Regions from separate parts of the Arachis hypogaea genome. Here region 2 is linked to region 1. A link is a contact called in public Hi-C data. All regions are on one chromosome and are shown on one strand. The core of a region is the stretch at or near the end of the contact, and the rest is flanking DNA. Distances in the headings are between cores, read along the strand shown. Region 1 has its middle 4.8 kb from the start of LOC112786497. Region 2 holds the start of LOC112783880 (nuclear transcription factor Y subunit A-10).

Region 1 (6,949 bases), core at 2,942-5,441:
TGAAGATGTATGCCTTGCGGATAGTGCAAATTCGCACACCATTCTCAAAAGTGATATATATTTTACCCATCTTGTACCAAAAGAAGAATATGTTAATACTATTATTGGCTCGGGCAATGTGATTGAAGGCTCCGGAAGAGCTATAATTTTGTTTCCCGGAGGAACAAAATTCATACTAAATAATGCACTATTGTCTACCAAGTCTCTAAGAAACTTGTTAAGTTTTAAAGATATTCGCTGAAATGGATATCATATTGAGACTATGAATGAGGGAAGTCATGAGTACTTATGTATCACAACTCATGATTTAAATAAAAAGGTTATACTAGAAAAGTTACCCTCAGTTTCATCTGGATTATATTATACCAAGATTAGTACAATTGAATCACATGCCACTGTAAACCAGAAGTTTACTAGCCCAAATGAATTCGTAACTTGGCATGACCGATTGGGTCATCTGGGAACAACCATGATGCGGAGAATTATTGAAAACTCCCATGGACATTCACTAAAGAATCAGAAAATTCTTAAATCTAGTGAATTTTGTTGTGCTACATGTTCTCAAGGGAAGTTAATTTTAAGGCCATCACCAGTAAAGATTGGATTTGAGTCCCCTGAATTCCTAAAAAGGATTCAAGGCAATATATGTGGACCTATTCATCCACCATGTGGATCTTTTAGATATTTTATGGTCCTAATAGACGCATATTCGAGATGGTCACATGTGTGCTTATTATCTTCTCGCAACCTGGCGTTTGCGAGATTACTGGCTCAAATTATTCGATTAAAAGCACAATTTCCAGAAAATTCAATCAAAGCAATTCGTCTTGATAATGTTGGTGAATTTACTTCCCAAGATTTTGATGCTTATTGTATGGCTAATGGAATAAGTGTCGAACATCTAGTAGCTTATGTTCACACACAAAATGGGTTAGCAGAATCACTTATTAAACGCCTCCAATTAATTGCTAGACCTTTACTTATGAAAACAAATCTCCCAACCTCGGTTTGGGGCATGCTATTTTACATGTCGCAGCACTTATTTGTTTGAGGCCAATGAATTACCATCAGTTCTTTCCTATGCAATTAGCTTTTGGCCAGCAGCCAAATGTTTCCCATTTAAGAATATTCGGGTGTGCGAAATATGTTCCTATTGCACCACCTTCTCCTACCAAAATGGGACCCCAAAGAAAATTAGGAATATATGTTGGATATGATTCTCCCTCTATAGTGAGGTATCTTGAGATACAAACTGGAGATGTATTTAAAGCCCGGTATGCGGATTATTATTTTGATGAATCAAAATTTCTAACATTAGGGGGAAAGAATAAGCTTCCTGAAAAGGAACTTAATTAGAATCCATCATCCTTGATACATTTAGATCCTCGATCAGGGCAATGTGAACTAGAAGTTCAAAAGATTATACATTTGCAAAGAATAGCAAATGAATTGCCTGATATATTTTCTGATACAAAGAGGATAACCAAATCTTATATACCAGCGAAAAATGTCCCAATTTGAATTGATGTTCCAGTTGGACAAATTGCCACCGAAGCAAATACACGCCAGAAGCATGGCAGGTCTGTCGATTCCAAAGACAAAAATCCTCGAAAAATAAAAGAGGTAAATACTATTCCTGTTGAAAAAGACATAGTAAAGACACCTGCAGTTGTTCAAAATTCTGATATAGTTTTAACGCCAGAAGACGTTCAGGTACCTGAAAATTGTGAAAATGACGAGATCTCGATAAATTATGTCTTTACAGGAGAGAAATGGGACCGAAATAAGACAATTGTCAATGAAATCTTTGCATATAATGTGGCATTGAATATCATGCATGAAAGTAAGGATCTTGAGCCAAGATCAGTCGAAGAATGACGACAAAAAAATGATTGGCCAAAATGGAAAGAAGCCATCAAGGCTGAGTTAGACTCACTTGCAAAACGTGATGTCTTTGGACCTATAGTCCATACACCAGAAGATGTAAAACCTGTTGGATACCGATAGGTATTTGTGAGAAAACGAAATGAAAAAAATGGAGTTGTGCGCTACAAAGCCCGACTTGTGGCACAAGATTTTTCACAAAAGCCCGGTATAGATTATGAAGAAACGTATTCTCCTGTAGTGGATGCGATAACATTGCGTTATTTGGTCAGTTTATCTGCATATCATAAACTGCATATGCATTTAATGGATGTGATAACAGTCTACTTATACGGCTCATTAGATCGGGATATCTATATGAAAGTCCCTCAAGGACTAAAGATATCTAAACCATCCAATAAATATTCACATGGATTATACTCAGTTAAATTGCGAAGATCTTTATATGGTCTGAAGTAATCTGGACGAATGTGGTATAATCGTCTTACTGAGTATCTGGCCAAAAATGGATATAAGAATGATGATATATGTCCATGTGTTTTCATAAAGAAATCTGCATCTAGATTCATTATAGTTGCTGTGTACATTGATGATTTAAAACTCCTGAAGAGATTCCAACAATTATAAAAACTCTAAAAGAAGAGTTTGAGATGAAAGATCTTAGAAGGACTAAATTTTGTCTCGGCCTGCAGATCGAGCATATAAAAAATGAGATCTTTATTCATCAAACAACATACACAAAGAAGATCTTGAAAAGATTTTATATGGATAAGTCACATCCCTTGAGTACCCCAATGATCGTAAGATCTTTGGATGTGCAAAAGGATCAGTTCTGTCCTAAAGAAGAAAATGAAGATATTCTTGGTCTTGAAGTACCATATCTTAGTGCCATTGGAGTGCTAATATATCTTGCTAATAATACAAGACCCGATATATCATTTGCTGTGAATTTACTAGCAAGATATAGTTCCTCTCCAACCAAAAGACATTGGAGTGGAATCAAATAAATCTTTCGATATTTTTATGGAACGGTTGATATGGGACTGTTCTATCCCTATGGATCTAAGTCTCAACTAGTTGGCTATGCAGATGCTGGGTACTTGTCTGATCCATATAAAGAGAGATCTCAAACAGGATACCTGTTTACATATGGTGGAACAGCTATATCATGGAGGTCCATGAAACAGACGATTGCTGTAACAGCAACATCCTCTAATCATGCCGAAATACTAGCAATTCATGAAGCAAGTCGGGAGTATTTTTGGCTCAGGAGTTTGATCAAATATATTCTGTCATCATGTGGACTGATTAATCAGAAGATAGCTCCAACTGTCTTGTTTGAAGATAATCAAGCATGCATTGCTCAACTTAAAGGTGGATACATCAAAGATCCGTTCAAGTGATAATCTAGCAGATTTATTTACAAAGTCACTTCCAAAATCTTCATTTGAAAAATTGGTACATCATATTGAGATATATCGATTTCGAGATGTTAAATGATGTCGACAAGAGGGGGAGACTGTACTCTTTTTTCCTTAGTCAGGTTTTTTTTCCATTGGGTTTTTCTTGACAAGGTTTTTAACGAGGTAGTCCCATTACAAAGGATTTTGTACTCTTTTTCCTTCACTAAAATTTTTTTCCCATTAGGTTTTTTTTAGTAAGGTTTTAACGAGGCATAATCCTAAATGGGCATCTAAGGGGAGTGTTGTGATAAGAATGAGTATGTGGATGCCATTTATTATGGGTGGCTCATGCTCTCAAGGATGAATGCATTAAAGAAATTTGAAAATGTAAATCTTCCTTCGCCTATAAATAGAGAAGCAAGAGGGACTATTACACACAGAAGCAATAAAAAATCTTCTCTCTTTTTTATATTACTAATACAATTCTCTCTCTCTCTTTATTTTACAAGTATTTTTGAATACTCTTTTCTCTCACTCTTTACATATAATATTAGTAAATATATTAATCATCTTTATTATATTGAGATAGTAATTGTAATACTAGAATCTTCTACTTATATTTTTTTATTTTATATTTATTTTACAACAATTAATATTAATTTGTGATTTGTGGGTTAGGCACTACACATAATACTATATTAGTGGATTTAGTTGTATAATAGGTAGCCAATAATCAGACATTTGTAGAAGCGAGGTAGGAAAGCTATATCAGCTCAAAATCCATAATTGTAACGAGTTTTTGTTTTTCTATATTTTGGTTTACATACGGGCCTTAGGCCCGTAACAATTTTTGTTTTGGTCGAAAGAGATTAAGGAATTTGTTACTTCATAAATGAACTTTCAATGAGTATGATGGGCTATAAATATATGCCTGTTTGTTGTGTTTGTGGGTTGGGCGTTTGCCAAGCCCAAATCTCAACCAAAATATACTCTTTCAATACAAAAAAGACTACTGATGACATTCACAATTTGTTAAATTCATTCAATATGGTACTCAGTTACTCACCTTAGTATAAAATAGTTTTCTTAACCAATTTGGTTGGTCGAGCTCACTTGTCCGTTTAAATAAGTATTGGGAGTTCAAATCTCATTTCGTGCATGCAGCAATTCATTGGCCAACGACAGACCTTTAAATAAAGCTCAAATCCGTGACGAATTAATTCTTAGTCTGTTGAACTAGAAAATACCATGGACAAAAAAAATAATTTTCCTAATGTCAATCTTTTAGAAAATCTAAGTCAATTTTATTTATAAATAAATTTTCATTTATTATTAAGAAATTTAAAGTATAGACCATTATGATTAATATATAGATAGATAGAATGGACCGAGCAAGTAAAGTTCAAATTATATCTTTCTTAGTCTCGTTAAGTGTTTCTTTGGATTAATTGCTTTTAAAATAATGGCTTTTACATAAAAAAAATATTGTATCGTTATTGTTTATATCTTGACCCACAATTTAATCAGGTCCAAAAAGGTTAAAGCTCAGTTTATAGAATAAGAGTCTTTATCACACTCTAGAACCTATCCAACCTCATAAGGTCGGCCCACGTGGCGCCAATTTGGCCCGACTTATTCAAATAAGATGAATCTCAACCAACTCCTAAGATATCTCCTATTAATCTAGAAGAGAGGTCTTAACAACCCCTAGATAAAACGGAACGGTTATACACCACTAAAGATTGAACTACTCTAAAAGGTAGTTATTTATTCTACTATAAATACATTGACACTTTCAAGTATATTCAGAACCCAATTTACTAAAAAGTTGCCTAAAATCCTTGCTAACTTAAATATCGGGGTTCCTTGCAAGTACCATCCCCCACCTCCTCAAGAGGAGCTCAGATGGCGGCACCTAAGTCGGACGCTACCTCAAAAGGAGTCTGCACCTCATGTTCAGGCCCAAAAGCAACCCAGTTTCAGGTAACTCTCGAAACATTGCCGTCATTGCCGGGGACCTGGAGCTCAATCTTTGATAATGGCGGATGATCAATAAGATGGTCAGACAACCGCTCGAAAAGAATAGGATGCAAGCATATTAAAATCAACGCACAATTATCTTTAACAAAATGTACGCTGGCTTCCCTATGCATCCAGTTCAAAACAGCTTGATGAATTGATGAGGGAAAATTGAATTTTCGCACAAACTCACCGGCAAGTATATCGGGTCGCATCAAGTAGTAAAACTCACGCGAGTGAGGTCGATCCCATAAGGATTATATTTTTTATTTAATTTTTTAATAAATTTTTTTATATAATTTTATGTATTATCCTGTATAGGGTACGAAAAGATACACTAGTTTATTTGTAAAATATACATTCTCATCTTTTATAGCTTTTAAAAAACTCCCTTTTTAATCTATTTTAACTTTTTTGTTAAGTAACGTTAATTTTATCCATTTTTAGAAAAAGTAAATTATTTTTTATAAAAATACTCTTTAATAAAAATTTTATTTTTTTATTAAATTTTATTTATTAAAATATCTTTTAATAAATTATTTTTTTATTGATTAAATTATATTTTTACCAAAATATTTTTTAAAAAATTTTTTAATGATTAAATTATTTTTTTTCTAAGATATCTTTCAATAATTTTTTAAAAGATCTTAGAAAAAATTAATTATTTAATTTTAACAAAAACTTTGATAAAATTACAATTTAATAATTAATTCAACGAAAAATTTGATAAAATCACAATTTAATCATTATTGAAGGGTATTTTAGAAAAAATAATTTAATCATTAAAAAATTTTAAAAGAATATTTTGGTAAAAATATAATTTAATTAATAGAAAAATAATTTATTAAAAGATATTTTGGTAAATAAAATTTATTCACAAAAAATTAAATTTTTATTAAAAGATATTTTTGTAAAAAATAATTTATTTTTTCTTAAAAAATGAATAAAATTAATGTTAGTTAACACAAAAAATTTAAAATGGATTAAAGAAGAAATTTTTTAAAAGTTATAAGAGACGGGTTTATAAATAGAGAAGATGAGAGTGTTATTTAAGTATTTAACATCTCTCAAGAGAAAGGAGTAGAATTTTTCCTAAATTTTACTAGATCTAAACCCAAAATACAATTTTATAGAGACCAAAATTTTAAAATGAATATTTAATCCTTCTGAAATTTTTTCTTTCTTTTTTTGTTAAGAATAGTACTAAATTAACATAATTATTAATGGTTGAGAGAGAAACAAAGCTTTTTTCTGTCTCTCATAAAAAATATCAATTATTAGTAAAAATTGACTAATTATCCTGTTGTCAAGACTTATAATTAAAGATTTATTAGGTTAATTATAATTATGGAACTACTTGTCCAAAAAAATTTTTGCAAATAATAAGAATTAAATTTTAAATTTTTAGATTATAAAAATATTAATAATTTATCCTAAAATTATTTTTTTAAAAGTTTAAATTAATAAAAGAGAATACAAATGATGATATATCTGATCTATTAACTACAAAAATACTTTCAATTTACAAAAAAAAAAAAGAAAAATTTAATCATATTAAACGGTCAAACAAAGTTAATTATATCAAATTATATTTAAAATTGTAATCATGTTATATATACATAAAAAATTAATTACCGAACAAA
Region 2 (6,949 bases), core at 1,512-4,011, 70 kb before region 1:
TCCCTGCACTTTAAAAATGATAATGCAGCACTTTTTGATTCATTTGTTCACACCATGCTATCACTGCAAATAGTTTAAATGCCAATGAGGACATTAGAGGTGAGGAACCTACCTTGCGACGTTTTGTCAATTTGTTATCAAGTACAGCTTTGGCACGGGACTGCCGGCGTCTGATGATTCCATGGTACTGCTTAGCATTCACATAAATTGGTCCATCATCGGATGTCATACTAAGTGGCAGCATTATCCGTCCCTAGATTATTACAGGTGATGCATACATGTATTAGTAGAAAGTGAAAGACTCGCATACAATGCATCAAGAAATCAAAACTGAAAGAAAAGGCATGGTTTTATAGATTAAGAAGCGCGCTGAAGTAACGACAAACCGAAATTTGAGGTCCATAAGGTGAGAAGAGCCCATAAATTTGATCCATATATGGATATTTTGCACAGATCTATAAATGGAAAGATACCAAGCATAAGCAAATCATGTCGACAAAAAATAAATAAATAAAAGTGGTTGTTTTTGTGAGAACTATTACCATTGGCTGGTTGAATCCTAGCTCGAATCTAGTGTTGGTATCAGCAAGTGGTGACTGCAGAGATAGGGCTGCTTGAGGCTTTTGTGCACCACATGGCATTTTACAATCATCTGAAAAAGAAACATTTGGATGGTTATACACATGAAAGTTGAAGTCTCTTTTCTAAAGTGAACAAAAAAAATTGTTGCTTCAAAACACCAAAATGGGGAGAAAAGAAAAAGAGTATCAGATTTTGTCTGATTATATAAAGAAACCAATTACTCAACTCTGGAAGATCATTTCAGCTTCATACTTTATGGAAATCATTATAGAGAAAAGTTTTTAGTGTTTCGTCCATGATTACTCACTAGTTCAACTTCATCCTCTCTCTGTTTCTGCCACTATGTAAATGAAAGCCTCTTGGAGAATATGTCCAACTGATGAAGTCTCTATTCTAAGGTATGTTCGGTTAGAGGGTAAAAATGAGGTGAAATTTTTCATGGATGAGCTCCATGTGTAATTTTACAAATCAAACTCATCTAGGAAAATTCTACCTATTTTTTATCCGCTAACCAAACATATCCTTAGATTATGAATTTTGTTAGTATGTTCTGGATCCATCTTTAACTAGTAGAGATACATTGCCATTTCACTTAAAAGCTCAGCCAATCTGTACACGACACCTTTTCGTTCCACCTGGCAAGATATTGCAATGAGGGCAAACTAGATTTTTCAAGAGATTACCATCCCTTTTGAGGTAATGAATTTTTCTCCAGTTTAAATACAAGTCACTAAGCAGAACACGATTTCACCTTGATATCAGTAAACCCTCTTGAAAGGCTATCTTAAAGTCTTCAGATTTCAAATGAAAAATCCATTTCCTTGCATTAATTGTGACCCGCCATTCATAACAAGAAGCTTCACTAATGCCTTAACAAATAATTTAACTTAACAACAAAAAAAGGTCCTCATATCAGAGCTATCTAACCATGTCACCTTAGAAAAGATGCACTCCAAAGTACTTTCTAACCATCCGCGGCTTAATAGAAAAGAATATTCTCTAATTTGTCTTTGGTTTCCCAAACTATCCATAGCTTTATATATTCATTTATCAATTAACTATTCACAGTTTGGTTTAGAACACAATTGAAATACCTGGAAAGATGGTAAACTGAGTTGTATGTCCTTTCCCAGATATGTTTTCAGCTCCTCTCACCGATTGCTTGCCGGTGGCAATTTGATCAACATAGTTGGGAATCTCCAGTGAAAAGGGTTTCATTTGGCCACAAGATTCCCCATATTGAGATCCAAAGAGACTCCACCAGGGCCCTGAAGAATTGTGTACAATCCCTTCATGTTCCTTATTAGGATAAACACTTTGCTTCGCCATATACACCGTTCGAATCGATCCAAAAGATGATTTCTAGGATCACACAAACAATAAGAATCTCAGGATCAGAAACAACAAACCAACATAAAGTTTTGAAATAACAATTTTCCCCCAAAATAAAAAAAGACAAAAGGGGATAGATAAACTGCATTAAAAGCATATTCTAGTTTTCTATCGTGTTTATCTAGTCTTACTCCTGAGCATATACAATCACAAAAGAGGGTTTGAAGGAAACAGAATATTCTTCACATCAAAACCAGAATTTCAATATCCATAACTAATCAGTCTAATAATAATAATAATAATAATACAGAAACAGTAAAAGCAGAAGATTTGAATGCTTGAAAGGTGACAAAAGAGTGAAAATAAGTAGAAGATGACAAAACAAGAGGAGAGAAGAGAGTTACAATCAAAGAAAGAAACAAACAAGTGAGGAGACAACAGAAAAAGCATATAGAGTGGACTATATATACATACGGAACACAAATACAAATACAAACACAATACCCAGATGCAGAAACCATGCATGATGCATATATAGAACCCAGTAGCAGCAGCAGCATAAAAAGGAACTCAAAAAGGTAAAGTAGAATAGATTTGAGTAGAAAAGAGTCAAAGACAGTAAACAGTTCAGACTAAGAAGAAGAAGAAGAGAAAGGTTAGAGAGAGGTACATAGATGTGGAATAGAAATCTAACGGAGAGTAAGAAGAAAGCCCATTAGATTGGAAGCATAAACATGCCGGAAGAATAAGAAGCAAGAGAGAAACACTGCACACGCTCGCACAGAAAAGCGTACAAGTGATAATGGAAATACACTCCAACATCCAATACCATTGCCTGGACCCCTCCACTTTTCTTTTTTAAATATATATATATATATATATATATATATATATATATATATATATATATATATATAGAGAGAGAGAGAGAGAGAGTAAAAAAAGTTGATAAAATAATAAAATAAAGGATAAAATATTAATTTGGTCTACGTAATTCTATTTTAGTGTTTAATGTTAAATTGTCCTATTTAAATCTAAAAAAATTTTATTTAATTTCAATATAGTCTTACTGTGAGGTCAAATAGGACACTTTAAATCTTAAGGACCAAAATAGAATTACGCTCAAACGTAGAAGACCAATTTAATACTTTATCATAAAATAAAATATTAATTATTATTAATTTTGTAATTTTTATGAAATATGTGTCTTATTATTTTAATTTAAGAGTAATTAATTTCTCAATTGATCAACTTTTTATTTAAAAGATCTTAATCTATATATATTCAATTTAAAATCTAAAATTAAAAAGTATGTTAAAATGAGAGTTTAATTATCTTAAATTAAGGTTGTAGAACTCAAACATAATAAATATGAAAATGGTAGAGTTTGATATACACAATTATTTTTTTTATTGATTTGATACTTAAAAATTATTAGATAATTTTATATATTTGATTAAATTATTATTTAATAATTTTTAATTATTAATTTCACATAAAAATAATTAAATATAAAATTATATCAATAAAAATTAATCTTCTATTTATTACTTTATAAATTTCTTTATTTTGAATATTTTTTTAATTATGTTAAATATATATTAAAAAATAGTTACCAAATTAATTTTTTATATAAAATATATGTTGAAATAAAAAAAATATTAAAAATAACTTAAATATAATAATTAATTTGATAATTAATTTTTATGTATATATAATATTTTTTATTTTAATATTTCTGCTTCCATTTTTTTTTTTTTTACTTTCTTACCCTCTTTTTCTTCTTTTTTTTTTTTCTGTAAAATTTTATATTATAACATATAGAGTATAAAATTTTTATTCTATATTGTTTAATATTTCTTTATTTATTATATTTTTTTAAAAATTATATTATGATATAATTCCATTGTGTACCATCATTTACCACGTCTCTCTTTCTCCACTTGCTGACTGGGTAACGGTTCTATCTATTAACAAACAAAAATCTTGCGCTGATCCATCATCCATATGCATGTCTTTACCATGCATGAATTTATAAAAAGATACATACAAGATAGTAAATTTTAAGATAGAAATTTGTTTTATTATTTGTCTGTATAAAAGCTCGGGACAGTAGGATAGGGGTATCCATAGAATAGAAACAAAAATATTATAATCCTGAATTAGTTAGTAACATAAGTGTATTTCTTTTGTACTATAAATAAATTAATTAAGAAAGGATGCAAGTTGGCTTAATTAATAATAAATTAAGTCATTCGACTATTAAGTATTAACTACCTTTTTTTAAAAAAAAAAAAAAAAAACAAGCATATGTACCATCATCTATAAGAGGTGATCTATTCAAATTAATTAGGAATATCTACATTATTACGATTGTGACTATCTTTTTAATAAAATCATTTATATCCACAAAACTCAATCCTAAAATAGTTTTTGTCATACATTTTAAGTTTTTTTGACAATCAAATTTAATTAAATTAGTCTAAATCCAATAAAATCCGTTTCTTTAATGAAAACGTGAATATATGTTCTAATTCCTCATTTATTAAGGTAAATGTGAACGTTTATATCGTTCTTCTTCTTCGCGTTCTTTCTTTTTTTCGCAGTCTTCCTTCTTCTTCTTCACACATTCCTCCTTTTTCTTTGTGTGTTTTCTTCTCGTCGTTCTTTTATTGCTACCATTGTTACTACGTTTTTTTTTTCCCTTTTCTTTCTAGTAATTTTGCAGCATTGATTTTTTTTCTTTTTTTTTTGTTTTTCCTCTTAAAAGAGTGAAATAAAAAGAATTATGAAAAAATGAAATAAAAAGAAGATGAAGAAGAAAAAGATGAAAAAGAAGAAGAAATAATAGAAAATGAAGAAAAAAAAAAGAGAAAGAGTTTTAAATTATGCAGAATTTATCAGAACAAATAATACCAAAATTTCTTAACAATAACACATAAATTTCTAAGTTTTTACAACAAAATTTTACTACAAAAGCACAAAAACACATTCTTTAATGTTGCATTTTTTCTTCTTTCTTTCTTTCTTTTTTTCTGTTGCTTTTATTTCTTCTTTTAAGAGCATTGCTTCTCATATTAGACTTGAATGAACATTTTTGTAATGTATATATTGCAATCTTATTTAGTTGAATGAATGTAGGTTCATCATCTTCCTAGTAATTTTTGCAGCATTATGTGTTTCTGCTTCTTCTTTGTTTGATTTTTGTTTTGTTTTTATTCTTGTTAAGAGAGTAAAATAAGAAGAATCATGAGAAGGTAAAATAAGAAAGAAAAGATGAATCAGAAAAGAAGAAGAAGATGACGATGATAATAAAGAAGGAGGAGGAGGAATTTTAAGTTATCATTAAGTAAATTTTGGTGCATTATGGATTTAAATAAGACGCATTTTTTGTGTGTGCTTGTTTTGAATTGAGTTTGTTTATATGTCGTTATCATTAAGTAATTTTGGTACATTTTAGATTTAAATAAGGTGCATTTGGTCTGTACTTGTTTTGAACCGAGTTTGTTCATGTATCGTCATCATTAATTAATTTCGGTGCATTTTGAATTTAATTTTGGTGCATTCTAAATTTCAATAAAGTGCACTTTTGGTCTGAACTTGTTTTGAACTGAGTTTTTTTGTGTGTCGCCATCATTAAGGAATTTTGGTGCATTTTGAATTTGAACTGTTATACATATAAGAAGAAGACGACGATGATGATAATAATGATGATGATGGTAGAGGAGGAGAAGGAGGAGGAGGAGAAAAAAGAAGGAAGAAATCAAAGAAATTGAAATGAGAAAATAAAGAAGATGAAGAGGAAGAGGAGGAGGAGATGGAGGTGGTGGTGGTGGTGTGGTGGTAGTGACGACAATAATAAAAGAGAAAGACGAGGAAAAAGAGGAGAAGAAGAAGGCGACGATGATGATAATAACAATAATGATAACGATGATGCATGATAATGACGATGATGATGACGATAGAAAAGAAAGAGGAGGAAAGGAAAGGAGAAGAAGAAATTTAAATAAAAAAGGAGGAGGAGGAAGAGGTAATGATGATAACAAAAGAGAAAGACGAGGATAAAGGAGAAAGAAAAAAAGAGGAAGCAACAACAACATGGGAGAAGAAGAAGAAGATGCTGCAACAACATGGATGAAGAAGAGGCGCGCGTAAATTTAAAACAAAAATTATTGATTATGTATTAAGGGAAATGCTAATGTATTTAAAAAAAGCAACTATTTAAATGAAGATGACAAAAACATATTTTTATAAAAATATTTTGTTTAAAAGTGTGATTTATTTATATAGTCACATTTTAAACAAAGACAACATTTTTATAAATATCAAAATCTAATTATACAATCTATCATCCAATGATCAAAAAGAAATATTTTCATGAAGACAGTTATAAAATCTTCATTGTAGTATCCACCTTTAAAAAAATAAAATAATAATATTTTTTAAAAATTAACTTGTTATTAAAGATAAAAAATAAAAAATAAAAAATAAAATATCTTAACTAAATCTTAAATTTTTAATCTTAAAATTTAAATTTTAAAGTCTAGATCGAATATTTTAAATTAAAAAGCATTTAAAAATAAATAATTATATATATTGTTTAAACTTTAAACCAAACCCATGCATTATTTCTTCATTGAATTGCAAAGAGGATTAACATTTGTTGATATTGGATTTACACTTCACATAAATATAAAAGACACTTATCGAAGAAACAAGACCTAATACATTTGTATGGATTCAGTAATCCAAAAGACTGACACTCATTTTATTTTCTAATATTTCCATCACTACCTTTTTGGCTGTACTTTCTCGTTTTGCTCAATTTCTTTTAGTTTTCTCAAACCAAAAATAGGAGTGGTGGAAGAGTTGATGTTGGGTATGGTGGCCAGACTGTGCCAATATTTTAACGGCCACTCATCTATTTGTGGAAATATTCTCAACTGTTTATGTCTTATTTTATATTATTCTCATCACTTAATTAATTTATAATAATGAGTACGTACAAGTGGCTGGTAATTAATAAATTTTAGAT

What was found. A called contact is a pair of places that touch in the nucleus more often than the background predicts.
Region 2: a Hi-C map of an unstated tissue shows a contact between it and region 1, with 4 times the contacts expected there. The contact joins the promoter of LOC112783880 here to the enhancer-like site in region 1. A contact is called at or near these places in 4 of 8 Hi-C or Micro-C datasets (leaf and an unstated tissue).

Annotation. Positions count from the first base shown.
Region 1 is chr20:137,896,288-137,903,236 of arahy.Tifrunner.gnm2.J5K5, reverse strand. No RefSeq gene overlaps it. Among protein-coding and RNA genes, the nearest start is that of LOC112786497, 4.8 kb to the right of the region's middle. Within about 2 kb of position 4,191, at least 2 of the 3 cell types and tissues checked have open chromatin away from gene starts, as enhancers often do.
Region 2 is chr20:137,964,716-137,971,664 of arahy.Tifrunner.gnm2.J5K5, reverse strand. It overlaps LOC112783880 (nuclear transcription factor Y subunit A-10), which reads right to left and starts at 2,761. Exons shown (of 6, transcript XM_025826958.3): 1 at 2,585-2,761; 2 at 1,677-1,944; 3 at 543-652; 4 at 387-455; 5 at 113-253. The coding sequence starts at 1,911.